Regions from separate parts of the Mus musculus genome. Here all the other regions are linked to region 2. The links are chromatin contacts, called in public HiChIP or PLAC-seq and capture Hi-C maps. All regions are on one chromosome and are shown on one strand. The core of a region is the stretch at or near the end of the contact, and the rest is flanking DNA. Distances in the headings are between cores, read along the strand shown. Region 1 overlaps Gm31108 (predicted gene, 31108). Region 2 has its middle 3.9 kb from the start of Gm46981. Region 3 overlaps Gm31108 (predicted gene, 31108).

The links. HiChIP or PLAC-seq counts read pairs in DNA pulled down with a chosen protein or histone mark. Capture Hi-C pulls out chosen DNA fragments and counts their contacts.
Region 1: a capture Hi-C map of embryonic stem cells shows a contact between it and region 2, with 4 times the contacts expected there. The contact joins two enhancer-like sites. A contact is called at or near these places in 2 of 39 promoter capture datasets (embryonic stem cells and hippocampal neurons), 20 of 484 Hi-C or Micro-C datasets (CD8 T cells, the G1E-ER4 cell line, the P5424 cell line and 4 more), 2 of 115 datasets of contacts at active chromatin or transcription factors (embryonic forebrain and embryonic stem cells) and 1 of 9 other capture datasets (embryonic stem cells).
Region 3: an H3K27ac HiChIP or PLAC-seq map of embryonic stem cells shows a contact between it and region 2, with 5 read pairs. The contact joins two enhancer-like sites. A contact is called at or near these places in 3 of 115 datasets of contacts at active chromatin or transcription factors (bone marrow-derived macrophages, embryonic stem cells and memory CD8 T cells).

What each region holds. Positions count from the first base shown.
Region 1 is chr6:143,114,407-143,117,275 of GRCm38.p6, forward strand. The region is part of intron 7 of Gm31108 (predicted gene, 31108); the gene reads right to left. Among named protein-coding and RNA genes, the nearest start is that of C2cd5, 16 kb to the left of the region's middle. Within about 2 kb of position 1,300, at least 115 of the 459 cell types and tissues checked have an H3K27ac peak or open chromatin away from gene starts, as enhancers often do. A contact at or near this core is called in CD8 T cells, the P5424 cell line and embryonic stem cells, where this site is marked.
Region 2 is chr6:142,778,203-142,781,419 of GRCm38.p6, forward strand. No RefSeq gene overlaps it. Among named protein-coding and RNA genes, the nearest start is that of Gm46981, 3.9 kb to the right of the region's middle. Within about 2 kb of position 1,584, at least 69 of the 459 cell types and tissues checked have an H3K27ac peak or open chromatin away from gene starts, as enhancers often do. A contact at or near this core is called in CD8 T cells, the P5424 cell line and embryonic stem cells, where this site is marked.
Region 3 is chr6:143,142,406-143,145,465 of GRCm38.p6, forward strand. The region is part of intron 5 of Gm31108 (predicted gene, 31108); the gene reads right to left. Among named protein-coding and RNA genes, the nearest start is that of Gm38921, 3.1 kb to the right of the region's middle. Within about 2 kb of position 1,561, at least 35 of the 459 cell types and tissues checked have an H3K27ac peak or open chromatin away from gene starts, as enhancers often do. A contact at or near this core is called in embryonic stem cells, where this site is marked.

The DNA of each region.
Region 1 (2,869 bases), core at 50-2,549, 340 kb after region 2:
CACACACACACACACACACACACACACACACATATCAAAACAAAATCTTTTTGTAAAGAACCAGAAAGAGCAGAAGGAAGGGAAATGTCTCCCCCCCCCCCCATGCACAACCCCAGCTTTCGTGTTCCTACCTTTTACTCTTTAGTCTCCCACTTCCTTGACAGAAGGAAAAGGGACCTTAAAGGACCTAAATCCTAGGGCATAGGGGTATAACTTGAGAACTGGTGTTCAAAAGGGAAGTAGTGTGGTTTGACTTTGAAATGACTGCAGGAGGTTCCCACGTCTAAGCACTTGATCTCCAGCTGGTGGCACTGTATTGAGTCTCTGCAGGAAGTAACTCCTGGAGGCAGGCCTTGAGATGTCACAGCCTGATCCCCACTTCCTTTCATCCCTCCCTCCCCCCTCTCTGAGGGCAGATGCAATACGAGCAGCCAGCCTCCCCCTCCTGCTGTGATGTCTCCCTCAAGTTGGAAAGACAATACACCAAATTAAACCCTTTCCCCCTTAAATGTCTTCTCTCAGACATTCAGACACTGGAAGAAGAAAAGTGAAGAGGGAGGCAGCGAAAGCTAACAAACGCCATCCATCCATCCATCCATCCAACTATCCATCCGTCCATCCACCTGTGTGAGACATTGCTGGATCTCTCTCCTGTGTCCTGGACCATCCACGGGCTCTCTGCTTCCATGCTCAGTGTTCTAATCTGGTTCACGCCTCAAACTCTAACCTCATCTCTCTATCGCTGACAGCCTGGTTCCTTTTTTTCTTGGCAAAGACTTTGACCTGTACATAAACTGCACGAGGCATCTCATACCGGAAACGCTTTACTGCTGTCTGAAGTTCATGCCCTCCAAGTCAGGGCTTTCATCTCCCTGGCCTTGCTGAAGTCACTCCTAGCACAACAGTTCTCTGAACTCAGTAGGGCTCTGTGGCCCTCAGCCCTCTTCAGGAAGCTTATCAGTCACTCTGGCCTTCCCTGCCACGCTGCCTAGACTGTGTCACAAGGACACACCACTTCCGCCACAGCTTGCCATTGCTCCCTTTCCACCTCCGTTCCATTATCACTTTATCTATTTGTGTGTGTGTGTGTGTGTGTGTGTGTGTGTGTGTGTGTGTGTGTGTGTGTGTGTGGTGAGAGCACAACTCAGAGCTCAGAGTACAGTTTTCTCTTTCAAACATGGGTTCAGGGAGTGGACCCAGGCTCTCAGGTTTCTCCGAAAGCCTTTTCTTTCTGAATCATCCTACGGGTTCTCCTGTTGCACATCATCTCTAGCTCTATGGTGACTACCACAAACACAGTGTGTTGGCTTTTTGTCATAGGCTCCGCCCTACAGTTACCTGACCCTGCTTGCCCCTCCCACTCTCATCTCTTCTCTTGCTCTCTTACCCCCTTTCCCCTCAGTCTCTTCTCTTCTCCCTTCCCTCCTCTCCCCTCTCTCCACGTGCTCAGGCCAGCCTCTAATCGTTTTCTCTCTCTGTCTCTCTATCTGTCTGTCTGTCTCTCTCTGTCTCTACTACCCCCTCAACTCCCCTCCCCCTGTCCTAAATAAACTCTATTCTATATTATGCCATAGTGTGGCTGCTACCCCAGGGGGAAGGGATGCCTCAGTGTGGGCAGCAAAGATACCCCTTCCCCCACACCTTATGGGTCCACCACCAAACATATTCTTTTTTCTTTCTTTCTTTCTTTTTCTTTTTCTTTTTTTTTTATTTTCTTTTTTTTTTTTTTTTTTTCTCTGTATAGCCCTGGCTGTCCTGGAACTCACTTTGTAGACCAGGCTGGCCTCCAACTCAGAAATCCACCTGCCTCTGCCTCCCGAGTGCTGGAATTAAAGACGTGCACCACCACAGCCCGGCTTCTTTTTCCTTTTTATAAAACACAGCACAGTGTGTGTTAAACAAGAGGACCCTGTGAAACCAACTTTTGCTTAGAGATCTGGGCACCTTCTCTTCTAATCTACCACATAACCTGGGCTAGAGGTTCCCAAACTATGAGGCACACTAGCGAAATTTACCCTCTACTTATTTTTGTATAATCCACAAGACAAGAATTGTTTTGATATTTTCTTTTGCTGTTGTTTGTTTGAGACCTGGTTTCACTGTGTAGCCCTGGCTGTCCTGGAGCTCACTGTGTAAAACAGAACCCACAGAGATCCTCTGTTTCTGCCTCCTGAGTGCTGGGATTAAAGGTGTGCACTCTCGTGCCTTGCAGTTTTGATGTTTCTCAAACAATAAAAGGAAAAGATATTTTGTGAAAAATGAAAATTACATTGAATTTCGATTCCGCCAGCAATAAGTAAAGTCTGACGTAGCTGTGCCGTAGAAGCCCCCACTGGTGGAGGTGATCTACGGCTGATCTCACATCAGAAAAACAGCTGAACAACTGTGGTAGTGACTGTGCCTGGACACCCAATCACATTCTGCCTGCCACACACAGCTAAGAAGAGCCATGAACGCAGCCCAACACTAACTCACTTAGAACACTGAATTTTTTGCCTGTTTTTCTTGTAGCTCCACCGTTTTAGAACATAAATTGTGTGAAAGGCATTGTGTTTCCATGACAAAAAGCTGACCGAGCTGCAAAGCTTGCAAGTCTTCAAACTCTCAGCTGGAAACAATCAAACAAGCAAGGGTTCCCAACTCACCGGAGGCCAGGGCCAGAGGATCCCAGGGAGTTTGAGGTGAGCCTTGGTCATTGCACTGGGCCTGACCAGATGACCCGGAGAATCTCACCCACTCCTTACCCCTAACCTGCTTGCCTCGGGGCTAACACCTCTAAGCCCAGCAGGAAGCTCATCATGGATTCAGCGTCAGCCTGGACTGTATTCTAGGTCATTATGAAGCTTTCTCACACAACAAAACCAGCTCC
Region 2 (3,217 bases), core at 334-2,833:
GATAGCTATGTAATAACTGTACAGTGTTTATACAGTGATGGCTCTAACGCAATAACTGTACAGTGTTTATACAGTGATGGCTATGTAATAACTGTACAGTGTTTATACAGTGATGGCTATGTAATAACTGTACAGTGTTTATACAGTGATGGCTATGTAATAACTGTACAGTGTTTATACAGTGATGGCTATGTAATAACTGTACAGTGTTTATATAGTGATGGCTATGTAATAACTGTACAGTGTTTATGCAGTGATGGCTATGTAATAACTGTACAGTGTTTATGCAGTGATGGCTATGTAATAACTACAGTGTTTATACAGTGATGGCTATGTAATAACTGTACAATGTCTAGATAAGGGATGCTAAGCTGAGCTATGGACACAGGATGAGGTTGATGCATATTCATAGGAAAATGAGTCCTGTGGTGGTGTTTAAGGGTGTGTTGGGATTCTTTCTAAACATACATGTTAAGCCTCCAGACAATCACTGGAAAATACTCGCTTATAGAGGCTGAAAAGATGCCGCACTTCCTGCTCTTCAGCAGGTCCCAGTGCATTGCCAGCATCCATGCTGGGTGCCTCGGTGGCTCACTGAGAGCTGGTAAGTCCAGCTCCAGGGGATCTAACACCATCTTCTGACCTCCACAGGCACCTACAGACCAGTGCACGTACACACATGCATGCACTGACACAGATGCACATAACATTTTTAAATTAAAAAAATAAAGTAAATTCAAAGGATATGCAGAGAGCAGAGCACTTGGGGTTCCACCTTACCTCCGGAGTTGCTGAGCCCCTTCCTGGTCCCCAGCAGGGATCTCTTTCCACCCTCCACACCCTCCTCACTGCTGATAGCTGAGCACTAGCTGTGTCCCCTACTTTCTACCTGTCTTAAATATGCCCTCTTTCTTCACAGCTGGTTGCTCCATATTCATGTGTATTTTAAATGACAAAGATCAGAAGAGAAAGCCAATCTGTTTACTGTCACTATCTTGTTCCAAGCTGGTGGGTACCTTAAATTACACATGTCACCTCTTAGCCTGAAGGACACATGCCTCTGCTTGGGGGAGGGGGAGATTGCCTGTAGACAAACCTCTTGTGACTTTGTTCATTCACCCAAGGTGACTCGCTCACTTTTCATACACGTTCAGTGACTGTTTGGCTACCTAGCACTGTTGCCTTATTGCTGCAGACCATAAAATTAACCTCTATATATCTTTTCTTTTAATCCACACAGCTCTATAAAGGAAGTATTTTTCTTCCTCTATTTTATAGATGTGAAAATTGAGCGATAGACAGCTATAACTACCGGGGGTCAGACACTAGGTGGCAGCTCTAGAACATACTAAGGCAGCAGATGGGCGATTGGTAAGGCTTCTTCGGAGATGGCCCCTCAGCCAACACCAAAGCTCTTAAAACAACAATTCACTATAATTAATAATTGTGCAAATATGTGTGCTAGCCCTCCCCTGGCGTGAGAGGTGTAGAACCCGGGGCTTCGGTCTAATAGTCTGCATATTAGGAAAGCCCACTCAGTGGTCTGTGCGCACGGAGTTGCTAGAACCCTGTAGTTGAAGAAGTTGGAATAAATACAACAGGGTAGGACTCAGGCTCAGAAACTGTCCCATGCCCTCGTTCCTCAACACTCTCCCATGACAATCGTCCTCTGGTTCTCAGTCAGCCTCAGACATCGATTGCTACCAGCCCTCTCCTACAGACCCAGACCTGTTCGGAGGTGAGGTTCCCAGTGCTGACTGGCCACGTTAGTATTTCCAAGATGTATAATCCCTGGCCTTCATGACACCCTGACCCCCAAACAAACAAATCACGAGAGCATTCATGTCCATTTAGCAAAAAGCCTGATGCTCTGACAGGTAGAGAGCAAGACAGGAAAGTCGGGACAGGATGTGGCTAAGGAAATGTCACCATGCTGCTATACACGGTGCTTCCCATAATGCACTGGTGTTCTGTCATCATCTTCCTGTCTCTCTGGGGTCTGTTCCTGGAAAGGCACCTCAATTTAATGCAAGGGGATGGCTTTCCCAAACCTCGGCCATTTGCTTCACAGGAAATAGTGAGGCCTTCAAGTTCCCTTTCTTTGATTTGTGCATTTCACATTTGTTATAGCAGAAACCCATGTTCAGACAAAGCTGTGCAGAGTGGAACAGAAGAGAGACCAACGGCTAATGTGAGCACACCATGCCTTGTCTGTCCAGGGGAGTTGCAGGCAGTTCATGCCCAGCCGTAATTAGCCCTTCACTTGATTGGCACCTCTGGAGGCATACTGTGACAAGGCTTGTCACCCTCTGGCCTCAGTTTTCTTTGCGTTCGGAGTTCCCACCGGTCTTTGGAGTCTCAGGGGAAACATCACTGAAGCCTAATGAAGGCTCACAGCTCAGGAGCTGACCATGCCAAACAGGATACAATTGACCTTCATTAGGAACAAAGGAAGAAAGAAACGAGTAATATTAATAGTATCCATTTGCATAATTGCCTGATTGAAACATTTCTGTCTGGGGATGAATAAACTCACTTCTCAGTCTAGCCTATGCTACCTAGCAAGGGTTAGTTGACCACCCTCATTTATTTTAATTAAAATCCCACTTGGGCCAATTACTCAGGAATATACCCTTTCTCCCCAAAGCCTGTCTAATCATTAGAGGGCATTGTCCCACAGCTTGGCTGAATGTCCCCTCAGCGGTCAGTGACACCAATAGATGCTGGTGACAGGCGATTTAAGTAATGGAGAATGACTACAGACCACTGTTTGCTTTTCTCTATGGGAGCAAATTCTATGTAAGTTAATATAAACTGCCGAAATAAAGAGCAAATTTGAAATGAGACAAAATCACGGTTTCATAAATAAATAAATGTATACACACATATTTATCCTGTTATTGAGTGATGCAGGATTTGATCCTATTACGTTCAAAGAGTCTCCTCTTTTATCCCAAAGGTAATGGTGATAACAGCCCCAAGATTACTAAGGGTTTGTAAGCCCTCCTGGCTGACTACCACTAACGCTGAAAACTTGAAACTACTCCTGCATATGTTTCAAAGAAACTGGGGGAGGTGGAGAGAACCCAAAAACCTGCTGATATCCATTTGCCCAAATCTGTTTGTTATAGTTTTGAGATGACAGCCTTCACGCTTTGGGAAAGGAATTATCCAGATTCTCTTTATCTAAATGGAATAATAATTAGTTGTCTCTAAT
Region 3 (3,060 bases), core at 311-2,810, 360 kb after region 2:
GGGCAGTCTGAAGTCAAACCTGTACTTCCTACACCCTGGAGGGTAAGAAAGTGCTGTGTCAGTACAAATCTGTGCTCCGGAGGAGCAGAGGGGTCAAGACCCTTGTCTTGCTTACTTGGAGCTTTCTCACAGACTCTCAGAAATCTCCTCACATGCCTCACACATGGCCTGAGCTCTGACATAGCATTAGTAGTGACCATGAATTTTCCACCCAGAGAATATTATAATTTAAAAAAATATATCATTTATGGTCAAATCCTTCTTCAAAGGGATTATTAGACCCATTGCTACACTGAATTATTTAAGGAAGTAAGAAATCTACTCAGCCCAGTGTGGTTGCTCGCAAATGTAATCCCAGCAGATGGGAAACTGAGGCAGGGGATCCCCACAGTTCCTGCCAGCCTGGGTTATGGGAGAAGTGTCTAATTTCCTAATGGACCTAGGTTCTTTTGGTCTTATGTTTAAATTCATGAGTCTTAAATATTTCTGGAATATTCTATGTGTTTTCCACCTAGGTAGGTAGTAGTTCGCACAACACTGTCTCTTTTCTTCTGATGAAGGTGACAGTGGAGACTGTGATAGTGAGCGTGTGCAGTCTCCACTTTTCTGTTAGAGGCAGAAGGATCTTGGACTCAAGGTCACCTTCTGCTATACAGTGAGTCTGGGATCAGCCTGGCCTCCATGAGATTCTCTCTCTCTGAATAAAGAGAAAGGAAAATTTAAAGGGCAATAAGTGAGCCGGGCAGTGGTAGCACACACCTTTAGTTCCAGCACTTGGGAGGCAGAGGCAGGTGGATTTCTGAGTTCGAGGCCAGCCTGGTCTACAGAGTGAGTTCCAGGACAGCCAGGGCTACACAGAGAAACCCTGTCTCGAAAAACCAAAAACCAAACCAAAACAACAACAATAAAGGTGATAAGTGAACAGCCAGGGGGGAAATAGTAAGCCTGAAGGAGTCCCAACTTCAAGTCTTCAAGCTCCTGTGTCCTGTGATGCTGAGGTCTGCTGTCTCTGAGAAGCCTCCTGAGAGATCTTTTCGGAATTTTAATGGCTTTGGAGATTAATTTAGAGCCTATCATACCCTAGGCCAGCACTCCACCACGCAGCTACACACAGACCTATTTATGTATTTGCTTATTAAAATAAGCGCGTTAAGTTGCCCAGGTAACCGCAAACGTGATCCTTCTGCCTTAGCGGGAGCTGTCTTGTGCCCGATCTTTGAGGACTAAGGTTTAAATCTAGTTGGTGATTATTCCGTGTGTGTGTCATGTGTGTAAGTGTGTTATATGAACTAGTTGATGATTATTGCTAGTGTGTGTGTGATGTAAGTGTGGTATATGAATGCATGGAGTAGAAGTCTGTTTGTCCGGCGTGTCTGTTGGGTGGAACAGTAAGCAGTTTCCCAGAGCAGTGTCTCCGTGCTTCTCTGAAGCCCAGCGCTGGCCCAGCAATGCCGCAGGATGAGGGCAGCAAACTCCCTGAGTTTCGCCTCCCTGTCGGCTGTGCCCTGAGGTGGGCAGAACGCCGACCAACAGAGGTCAGCAGGCAACTTTGCGAGCTCCTTCCAAGGTGGGGTCTAGGAACCAAAATCACGTGATCCCTGAGCCACCTCAACAGCGCGTCTTCGTGGATTGCTGCGGAGGTTTCACCGTGCGGGGAATGGTCCTGGCTATTATGGAGAGTAACTCAAGTCTCCAACCCTTGCCTTCTCCTGAGACACTGGAGATGGCAGTGAATGTTTCAAGTTTCTGATTAAGGCCTGGGCTTTCTGACAACGATCGATCCCCCATGCTGAGCCTCTAGGCGCCTGCGCAGGAGTGGCCTCATTAAGAACAAGAGACACCTACTCCTAACATTCCCAAATTCTTACGGTTTCATCTCTCTGGCAGGAACAGGGTCAGAGACAAAATGTCCCATCTTATTATAGGTGGAGAAGGGGATATTCTGTTTCACTAAAGAACTTCAGTGAACAGGGAATCGGAGCATCCCACCCAGGCGGCTGAGGCAGAAGGCTTGTTAGGAATTTTTTAGGTCAGCCTGAGCTACAAAGCAAGTCTGAGGTCACCCAGGGCTACAGAAGAAAGGCCTTGCATTAAAAGTAAATAATCAAATACATAAAATAAATGAATTAGCTTAATTAAAAACTTCTGAGCTCATTTAATTTTTAATGGAATTTCAATCTTAAAAAGTGGTTTGCAGAATAATTTGTATCACTTATAAAAGTTTAGAATAACACTATACAGGACTCATGTGTGTAAAACATTTATGCATACACACCGAGTGTAGGGCGGTGGTTTTCTTTAGGAAAGGAGGGGTTAAATGAATTGGGAAGGCTTAAACTCATACTGGCAAAAATCCAGAGGCAAAATGACTAAAGATTCATCATTGTAAGGGCTGGCTTATGTGCATCTGTGGAATTTTATGTGGTTCTTAGTGGTCTTTCATATGCCTTGTTTGCTTCATGTTTAAAATGTTAGAGATGGGGTAGAGAGACCTCAGTGGAGGAGTGCACACTGGTCTTGCAGAGGACCTGAGTGTGATTCCCAGCTGCCACGTGGGATGGCTCACAGCCACCGGTAATTCCAACTCCAGGGTGATCTGACACTTCTGGCCTATATAGGTAGGCACCTGCACACATTCACACACACACACACACACAATTTAAAATAAAAATAATTAAAGATCTTTGCCTGTGTGACTAAGGCTCCCAGTGACTCCTGCTGACCCACGAAGCCTTGGGTACTCACACAGTCTCCTCTGATGTTGACATGGGGCTAGAGTTCATTAATGTATCTAAGGGCACCTGATATTGACAGGACTGCAGTTCCCTGGCATATCAAAGGGCGTCTCTTCAGAGATTGCTTTCTTCTGGTTGCCGGGTGGGGCAGTAACAACCCAAGATTCATGATCAATTGTCCATGACTGTTGCTAAGCTGAGTAGAGCCAACGAAAGCCAAGGGAAACACACGTGTGTCCAGGTCAAACTTTCAGTCTAAAGCTCACCGACTGTGAACCGAGATTTAACCCTTTCCAACAGTACAGGCTGTGCTCTGAAATAAATT